3 separate regions of the Sus scrofa genome follow, and regions 1 and 3 are each linked to region 2. A link is a contact called in public Hi-C and promoter capture Hi-C data. All regions are on one chromosome and are shown on one strand. Each heading gives the region's core, a stretch centred on a gene start, on an enhancer-like site or on the middle of the called end of the contact. The rest is flanking DNA. Distances are from core to core; before and after follow the strand shown. Region 1 holds the start of EMILIN1 (EMILIN-1). Region 2 holds the start of TMEM214 (transmembrane protein 214). Region 3 holds the start of MAPRE3 (microtubule-associated protein RP/EB family member 3).

Region 1 (3,131 bases), core at 585-3,084, 41 kb before region 2:
TCTGACCGATGCCCCTGGTCCTGCCCCTTGCTACCCGCTTTGTACAAATTCCCTGAGTGGGCCTCCCGGCCCAGCCCCCACCAAGCCCCCAACCTCCAGTGGTGGGGTGGAGGGGGCAGTGCTCACATGATGCTGCGGGCACACTGGGGCTGGCCCCAGGCACAGGGCTGGTAGTCAGGCTTGACGAAGGTCTCCACTCCATCCTCAAGGACACAGCTCACTGTCCGGGTCACCACGTAGGCGCACCAGTTCCTGCAGACACAACCCCACCTGGGCCCAAGGGCCAGAGACACACGCCCCAGACGAAGGCCCGGGGGCTACCAGAGGGGCGAGGGAGGGTCAAAAGATGAAGGGCCCTTGGGAACCAGTGGGAGCAGGGCTTTGGCAGGGGCAGCTCCCCCACGCCTTCCTGTGCTGCAGGAGTCGATAAAGACTTTTCAAGATGGGGACAAGAGGCGCAGAATGGAAAACCACAGCTACAAGACGTTGAGCCTCATGGCCGGGGCGCCGGGGGAGCCTCTGAATTCTCGCATTCATTCGTGTCCCTTTCTGTCTCAATCCCCAGCTTGGCGTGGCCCTTGTGAGCCGGCTGGCTGGGTCCCCTGGTAAACCCTCTGATGCTGGCTTCCACCCACCCCTCGGGGGAGAGGACAGGGCAGGCAGGGGTCCAGCTCAGGGTTAAGGAGAGAATAAGCCATTGATGAGCCCTGCCCGCCTTGGGGCTCCAAGTTCTATAGTCTTGGCCCCATTCATCCCCGCCCCTGGGCTGAGGCGGCCAGAGAGCCTGAGAGCCGAAGGGAGCAGAGAATGGTGTCAAAAGCGTGGGTTCCTGGATGGGGCTGAGGGAGCCCTAGAAAGGGATGAAAGTTCTGCCGAGAATCCCAGGCTGGCACGCGGCTGGCAGCTGGCGGGAAGGCCTGGCCGCTGCCCCTCGGGTGGTTTCCCTGGGTACCTAGCGGGGAAGCCGACCCCCCTGAGGGTAGACGGGGTACCTCTCTATTCAGGGGGCCCTGGAAGTGCCCCGCGGGAAGGCGGGCCTGTCAAGAACCACCTGATGGCTGGCCTTCCTCTGCCGCTTCCCTGCATGCGGGAGACTGCCCGACAGCATTCGCAAGGCAGAGGCCAGGAGGCCCCCTTCTCACCCACCCTCCCACCACCTCGGGCCTGGGGCTGGGACCCAGACTCTTACCTGTGGCGGCTGGCGGGCCGGGGGGCGCTCTGGGCCTGGGCTCCCCCGGGGCTGAGGGCCCCGCCACTCCCAGTGTAGAGGCTGTAACCTCGAGGAGGGTAGCTGGCTGCCCCCACGGCTGTGGTCAGCAGGCAGCAGAGGTAGCAGCTCCAGAGGGTGCCGGGGGCCATGGTGGGGGCGGGGGCCCTCAGAGGCACATCCCGGCCTGACCGCCGGCGCCTCTGCCTGGAGCGGGGGACGCCGCTGCTCCCAGGGACAGCGGGTCGTGTCTCCAGCTTCCTGCCGGCAGCCCCCAGCTGCACGCCTCCTCCTCGGCCGCCTGGCCTGACCCCCTCCCCTTCTCTTTCCTCCTCGGGCTCCTGTCTGTCCCCTCCTCGGTTCCTTCCGCTGTCCTCTTCTCCACTTCTGAGGGGAGTGTGTTCTGTGCCCCCCGCCTCCTGCGCCTGGTCCCTGGCCCTCCCAGATGCTGCTCCGTGCGCCTCCACCAGCGGGCCCTCCTCTGGCCTCCCTATCTGTGGTCCCCAATGACCGGATCCTGGGGGTGACAGGGCTTTGCCCCTGTGGCTGCTCAGAGGCGCAAGAGTGGCTGCGGGGCGGGCCCTGGCCTCCCGCCTCCCCCTCTCCCTCACTCCCCTCCCTTCCCCCCTGTCTGGCTGGCGGTCCAGCCTCCCCCTTCCTCCCCCCACCTCTCCAACCATCGTGCGCCACATCTGCTTCTTGTTAACTCCGGGAAAGAGAGGGAAAAAAAAAGGAAAAACAGAGAAATGTGGAGTTGCCGCCGGGCTTGGGGCCAGCCTCTCAGATGGGCCACATGGAGGGGAGCCGGGGCCAGAGCTGGGGAGGAGGCCCAGGGCCGGGCGCTTAGACAGGGAACGGGAGCTGGAGCCACAGCTCTCCTGGGGCCAGGGCAGGCCTGCCCTGCGACAGAGGACCTGAGAGAGGAGCCCAGACGGGAGAGCAGTGAAGGGTGGACGAAGCTGCGGGGGTGAGAGCATGTCACTGGCCAGCTGCCTCCTTTTATAGATGCGACATTTGAGGCCCAGAGGGGGAAGGTAACTTGTCCAAGGTAACAGAGCAAGTCAAGAGCAGGGCTCAGATGAGACTCTAAATAGCACCTAGGTCAGGGGCTTGAGAGGGAAACGGAAGAGAGGAGCAAAGGCCCCCCGGGCCAGGGAGGAAAAGGAGAAAGACCACCGAGGCGGGCAGGACAGTCGGAGGAGTGAGAGGGAGAGGACAGGCTCAGGAAACCGGAGCAGCACTCTGCATGGAGAGGACATGGGTGGGAGGAGAAAGACCTCCTTTTCGAACGGCCGAGAGAAATCGGGTCTCAAGCTCTTTGGGGTGAGGGTCAGCCACATGTGGGGGAGGGGAGGGAGGGAGGGAGGTTGGTTGGGCCGTGTCTACACAGCCTGCAGGAAGCCACTCCCTCGCGTGGAGCCAAGCCTGAAAGCCTCTGAGGCAGGCAAGGAAGTCACCCCAACCGCCAGCCTGTCTGACTCCATCAGCCGCCCCCTCCCCATCTGGCTCCAGTGCTGGGCGGGGTGGGCTGCCTGGGGTAGCCATGCAGAAGTGCTGGCCAGAACTGTCACGTGGAGGTGCCCAGGTAGCACAGGCTCCTCAAGGAGCGGCTGGTTCTGGTGGGTTACGGACACAAGCTCCCAACAGAGAACGCACGCAAGGTAGGACAGACAGAAGGCCAGGGGGCAGACAAATGGAAGCTGTGCTCTGGGTCAGAGGAGAGCTCTTGGAAGAAATCAATGTTGGGGAAAAAAACCAAAGAACAGAGACGAGGAGAGGGGAGAGATTTCAGGTTGGGGCAAGGGGTCTGTCTCAGTTTCCTCACCTGTAACATGGGAATAATAAGGAATTCCCATCATGGCTCAGTGGTTAACGAACCTGACTCGTAACCAAGACAGTTGTGGGTTCGATCCCTGGCCTCACT
Region 2 (2,958 bases), core at 95-2,594:
CTCCTTTCATTTCACTCCTCAAGTCCCTGTGCTTTCGCTGCCTAAGGTCTCGGCCCACTCACAGCTTTCAGCGCCTCCTCCAGGCTGCGAAAGCGGCCCTGCTTCTGGTTCTGGTTGGTGACGGTTGCTCCCTTCTTAGTCTGCTTCTTGGTGGCCGGTTTCTTAGGCTCCACAGCAGGGGGTGGAACCTGCTCCTTATTCTGCCGTTTCATGATTTTCTCAAAGCCCCGCTCATACAGGGTGCTTGTCGTCTGGATTGGAGCTGGGGGTAATGACAGGCAGACAAAGGGGACCAGCCCTGAGTCAAGAGGGCCTCCCAGGAACAGTGGTCCCTTCCCCTTCGATCATCACAGCTCTTGAGTTCAAGGGCTCTCTCACAGAGATGAGGCATTTCTTTATTAGGAAATCAGAGTATGTGAGAACTGGTGGAGGGGTCGGATACAGAGGGCTGGCTTCTTTGCTGAGTGGCTACCAGTCTGGGAGGTCAGGATTTTTCCATCTTGGTTCTACACCAGTTCCACGTGGTTCGGATGTGACAACTCTATAATCAACAAGCGGCAAGCTTTCTCCAATCCTCCAGGAGACTTCGAGGAAACAGGCACCACTTAGAATAATACTTGGTGGGTGTGGAGTGTGTGGTGGGTCACGTCCCCCGCTGTGGGGCCTAGTGTGCGTCCCAGCCCCCATGCCCACCCCCGACCTGCTGGTTACTTAACACAGGGGCACAGGCCGTCTCCCCCCAGCTCCCAGACACCTGCCCAGAGAGCCTAGGCTGGGCCAGCGAACAGCTGGGCGGGCGGGTGTGCAGGCGGCCAAGCGTCCGAAGACCGGAATCGCAGTCCCCTCCGACCTGCGGTCCCGGGCAAGGCATCTAACACTTCGCTGAGCCTCGGTTTACGCATCTGACAGGCGAGGCAGCGACCTCCCTCGCGCTGTCTACCTCTTGTGAGGCTTAAAAGAGACAACGCCAAGTAGCGCCGGCTGAACTGGTAAGTACCGATGGGCAGGAGAGCTCGTTCTGCGAGCAGCCCGGGGCTATTTTGAGCCTCTGGGCTCCGGTAGCTGCTCTCTACCAGCCAGCGGGCAGGCAGGCCCGGGGCCGGGCGGCGGCGGGGGCGGCAGGCGGGTGGGTACTCACGGGTCAGGTCGTACTTCCACACTCCGTTCGCCTCCCCGAGCGCCCGGCGGTCCCCTCCGCCGCCTTTACCACTGCCGCCGGCCCCAGGCCGCCGCCCCTTCTTCACCACCTCCCAGCGCCCCCCACCCGCCGTCTTGGCCGCCATGGCTCCGACCCTCCCGCCACGGCCACCTCCCTGGGCTTTCCGGTCCGGTGCGGACGCGTCGCGCTCTGCCACGTCTCCTCGCAGGGCCTCGCGGCGCGTGACGCCACCCGCAAGGCAGCCTGGGACTTGTAGTCTTTTCTATTTGCCGGGTTCTCCCTCGCGAGGGCTCGGGTCAGCCTCCGGGCTCCCTTGCAGCAAAAAACAGCCAGGCAAAGAGGTTGAAATCAGGGGCTATTACATTCAAAAGTTTTTATTGAGACCTTGCTGTGTGAAGGCACTGGATGACTCGGTGGATATGTACAGTTTCTATTTGTCTTTCCGTTCTAGTTGGGCAGGAAGGATGGAATGAAAATAGTTCTTCGTCGTTGCCTCGGAGAGTTTGAAGATTAAATGCTTCCTTCCTTATAGGAAAATGCTAGTTTTTCTGTGGCTAGTGGTTAAACTTTGGGTTTAATGGGGTATAAAAATCCATTAGGAAGGTACAAGGAAGAGAATGGAGCTTGAGGGAAGAGGCAGTGTTTGGAGGGCAGTGTTTGGAGGGCAGTGGGAGAGGCCTTCTGACAGGAGGCAGGGCAAAGGCTGGGGGCCCAGGACAGTCAGAGCTGGGTCTCCCCTTCCTGGCAGTGGAAAGGAAAGGCTCTGACTCCCACCGCGAGAGTCAGCCCCCCGTCCCAGATGTGACAGGGAGGGGTTCAAGAGCCCCAGACCCGAGGAACCACCCAAATAGGTTATGACTCAGGCATTCACTATTGCTGAAGGGCCCACAGCCATGCTTGCAGTGTCATGTGAGACCTCAGAACGAAGCATTCCAGCCTGAGGATGAGGGAAGGTGAACTGGAAGTGATTTATCACAATTAAAGAAATGTGCTATTTCATGTACACTCCTACATTTAAGCATGAGTTTCACACCTGCCATCCTGAGGAACAAGGCAGGCCCGCCCTTATGGTAAGAATGAGTAGAGTCCAATTTACTACAGGACTAATGACTTAAGGAGTGATGAATTCTTAGGAAGGAGATCAGCAAAGGTTTCCCAAAGGAGATGGCATTTGAGATGGGTCCTGAGAAATGGGTGAATTTTCATTGATTGGGGATTAGGACAAGTGGCAAGAACAGGTCAGGTATATGGATTTATTGATTTTAACAAAGGCCTCGAGGTGGGACGCAGCAGGGACACAGAGACTGGAAGTAGTTTAGTGTCATGGTGCTTAACGGATTTTGGAGGTGATGAGGTTGGAAAGGGGTCTGAGCTCATATGCCATGGGCCTTGGGGATATATGAAGGGTGAGTTGGGGTGGAGGAAGGCAGGAGATAACTAGCTCTTGAGGCTTCCTTCTGCCTGCCCTGCAGCTCCTTCAGGCCTGATCATAGCTGACTTTGCCTCAGGTCAGAAGCGCTGAGTTGGACTGCTTTTGCCAAGGACCATATTTGAGCCGATCATGAATCAGTTCCCCTTTTTCAGATCATTGGTTTAGCTCCACACAGAGGATAGATAGCTCTTTGTTCTACCTCTTCTGTGTCACATATATGGTCACAGAAAAAGAACAGCACTTCCATAGAGGCAAGAAGATGGAGGGGGGGTGCTCTATGGTGGAGAGATGTAGATGGGTGGAGAGGGGCTTTATTTTCTATCTTTCCTTAGAATAGTCTGGCAGATCATCTGTTGTAACTTGGCCT
Region 3 (3,092 bases), core at 176-2,675, 55 kb after region 2:
CACGTTTATTAAGAAAGCTTCTGGCTGCGGGCACCAACTCTGACTTCAGCTCCACTTCTTCCAGAAAAAGAAAACCAACATCAGGGAATGCACCCTGGGCAGGTGGATAGGGAGCAAACATAACCCAAGGAATTGTTCAAACATGCTAGAACCCCTATCAGGTGACAGCCCCCCCGCCCCCAGAGACTCACAGGAGGCAGGGGGGGTACAAGCCTCAGATGGACACCAGAGTGAAACCTCAGTTCTTGTCCTTCCTCGCCGCTCTGCACTTGTTACCTTAAAGCACACTCTTATCCTTGGCTACCACTGGCAATTCACAGGTATCAGAGATCAAGTCCTGCCACGGCCCCTAAACGTACAACTAGTAAGCAAGCACTTGCTGTGGATACCAGGCCTGCTTCCAAACCTCACATTACACCAGGGTTGTACTGCGGGGGCCGGGTAGGGGGGGTGGGGGGTGGGGGAGGGCATTTTAAAGAGTACTGCAAGATGCTTATTCACAGCACCACACCGGGAGCGCAGAAACTTCAGCTCCCCAACGTAACCTCCTCCCACCCCCGCTGCCTCTAGTCCCTCTCCACAGCGCCCGCCAAAGCAGGCGCTCAGCCCACGAGGCCACCGTGCACTAGCGGGTGTGCACTAAACAGTAGCTGATCATGATGGGGCCGAATGCTTCCCAGCAAATCGCTTCGGAAAGCCCCACGAGCTCTCAGCAGCCAGTTAGAACTGTCCAGACCTGCTTCCCCACACCAGCCGGGGCAGGAGCGTGTGGGTCGGAAACCTGAGGCCCCAAGGTTTGGGCAGGCCGAACGCCCCCCTCCCCCAAGTCTCCCCTCGCGCTCTCCCTTGTCACTCTTTTCCTGGCATATCACCGGGGAAAACAGGAGAGGCCAGAGATGTCAGGCCCAAGAGGGGCAAGGAGAAGGAACAAGGGCGAACGGAGGCAGTTTTGGGGGGAAATCTGTCCAGGGCGGAGGTACGGAAGCGCCGCATCTTGTGGGGAAGGACCCCCAAGGTGGGTCTGGTGGGAGAGAGGGGAGGGGGAGTGGCTCGGGGAGGCCTGAGGGCTGAGGCCCCCGGGAGCCCGGGTGAGAGGGATGGAGGGAGGGAGGGAGGCCGGCGGCGGTGAGGCGCGGGTGGGGGGCGGAGGCGCGGGTAGGGTGGCGAGGGGGGCAGCCCGGTTCCCCTCCCCCAGGCCGGGCCCGGGCCTCCCGCTGACTCAGCCCCACGGCGTCGGTCGCCTCGGCCCGGACTCACAGTGCGCGAGGTGGCTCCGGCGGAGGCGGCAGGGGAGGGGGACAGGCGGCGGGGGCGCTGCGGCTGAGGCTGCGGCTCCGGCCGGTGGCTCTGGGGCGGAGGGTCCTAGCAGAGGCCGCCGCGGTCTCCGGCTTCAACGCACAGAGACTGCGGGGGAAGAGAGCACTGCGCAGGCGCGATGCGGCCACCGCTGTCAGTCCGAGCGGGGCGGGGCCAGGGCACCCGCCGTCTCCAAGGCAACTGTGCGGCGAGGGAAGGACAGCCCCTACCTCCACCTTGTCTTAGCTACGGCAGCGGGAGGTGGGGGGCGACGGGAACAGTCCCTCTAAGTTGCCATAGCAACGAGGAGACAACACCGCTTCATAAATTTACGGCGGTACCGGGGGAACGCTCTTACCTTGTCACCATGGCAACTGGGAACAGCCCCTTCCTTTTTCCGTAGCAACAGGGTAACAATTCCTCCACCCTAACAGATCACAGAAGGAACAACCGTTTACACCTGATTCAATAGTAGCCAGATGACAGATTCTGATCTGTCGCACGGCTACTGCAAAGGAGAAAGAAGAGACTATGTTTTCTCTTTCAGCGACACGAGAGAGCTAAAACTGGGTTTTCTCTCCTCTCGTGGTTTATGGCTCTCAATCCCAGCATGTCATTCTAATTCCCAAATTCAATTTTCCTCTACCTGTGTTAAACATTCCTTCTTGTCTCCTACCAGAAAGTCTGTATCTTTACCCCTAAATCGTCTATACATATATTGAGTTTCTTTCTTTTTTTTTTCTTTTCTTTCTTTTTTTTTTTTTTTTTTTTTGTCTTTTTGTCTTTTTAGGACAGCCCCGCGGCAAATGGAGGTTCCCGGGCTAGGGGTCCAATTGGAGCTGTAGCCGCCGGCCTACGCACAGCCACAGCAACGCCAGATCCAAGCCGCGTCTGCCACCTACACCACAGCTCACAACAACACCAGATCCTTAACCCACTGAGTGAGGCCAGAGATCGAACCCGCAACCTCATGGTTCCTAGTCGGATTCATTTCCACTGAGCCACGACGGGAACCCAAGGAGTTTCTTATCAACGTTATTGTCTCTCTCCCAACACATTTGTAAACAATTCCTATTTCTTTATCTTGCCCACTAGCCGGTTTAAATTCTGCGCCCTCCTTGGTATGTTCATTGGTGTTCCCGAATTCCCTATTCCAAGTCTGCTTTTATGGCTCTCCCCAGTTATTCTAGACTCCTCTTCTTCCTGGCCACACCTACTGTCCTTGTCTCCAGTGCTCTGCCCAGGACTCCACCATGCTCACCCCTTTGTGATTTCATCAGTTTGGTTCTCTTTGTGCAGATTATTTCTGGCTCTTCCTCCCTCAGCCCTGACTCCCGTGGATATCTTCAGGTCACCTCTGTCCCCATCTTGTACATACCTCTTTTTGTTACTCTCAGTTTGCAGTATTGTCCTTGGCTTACAAGTGCCTCCCCAGACTGTGTGCCCCCTGTGTGTCATCTTCATCTGCTTCCTCAGCATCTGGACCAAAAGTGATGCATCGTAGAATTCCAATAAGTGTTTATGTAATTGAATCAAGTGAAGACAAAGATTTTCTTCAAAGATTTTCTTTGACTCCCAAAGAAATGGATGAAAGGAGTCAAAACATTAAAAAAATTTTTTTGTTCTTCCTCATGTTCTCGAACTAACTGCCTCAGGGTCTCCATCGCTATTTCCTTATGATCTTTAAACATATTTCACCTTTAAATCCTACTGCAAGGATTCTCTCTCATTCCCTTACTTCTCCAGATTAATGCCCAAACTCTCTCCATCTGTTAATTGAGACTCTGGCTGGCATT

What was found. Promoter capture Hi-C pulls out the DNA fragments that hold promoters and counts their contacts. Hi-C and Micro-C count contacts between places; a contact is called where the count stands out from the background.
Region 1: a Hi-C map of skeletal muscle shows a contact between it and region 2, with 2.0 times the contacts expected there. The contact joins the promoter of EMILIN1 here to the promoter of TMEM214 in region 2. A contact is called at or near these places in 4 of 5 promoter capture datasets (fetal skeletal muscle, liver and skeletal muscle), 4 of 47 Hi-C or Micro-C datasets (alveolar macrophages, liver, psoas muscle and 1 more) and 2 of 2 datasets of contacts at active chromatin or transcription factors (alveolar macrophages and skeletal muscle).
Region 3: a contact with region 2 is called in a promoter capture Hi-C map of fetal skeletal muscle, with 3 times the contacts expected there. The contact joins the promoter of MAPRE3 here to the promoter of TMEM214 in region 2. A contact is called at or near these places in 2 of 5 promoter capture datasets (fetal skeletal muscle and skeletal muscle), 13 of 47 Hi-C or Micro-C datasets (brain, embryonic fibroblasts, fetal heart ventricle and 8 more) and 1 of 2 datasets of contacts at active chromatin or transcription factors (skeletal muscle).

Annotation. Positions count from the first base shown.
Region 1 is chr3:112,038,094-112,041,224 of Sscrofa11.1, forward strand. EMILIN1 (EMILIN-1) reads right to left here and starts at 1,835. Exons shown (of 8, transcript XM_003125303.4): 1 at 1,190-1,835; 2 at 127-252. The coding sequence starts at 1,359. It overlaps LOC106509868 (a long non-coding RNA gene), which reads left to right and starts at 1,912. Exons shown (of 3, transcript XR_001307818.2): 1 at 1,912-3,131.
Region 2 is chr3:112,079,371-112,082,328 of Sscrofa11.1, forward strand. TMEM214 (transmembrane protein 214) reads right to left here and starts at 1,345. Exons shown (of 17, transcript XM_005662677.3): 1 at 1,139-1,345; 2 at 63-262. The coding sequence starts at 1,283.
Region 3 is chr3:112,134,654-112,137,745 of Sscrofa11.1, forward strand. It overlaps MAPRE3 (microtubule-associated protein RP/EB family member 3), which reads right to left and starts at 1,426. Exons shown (of 7, transcript XM_021087724.1): 1 at 1,258-1,426.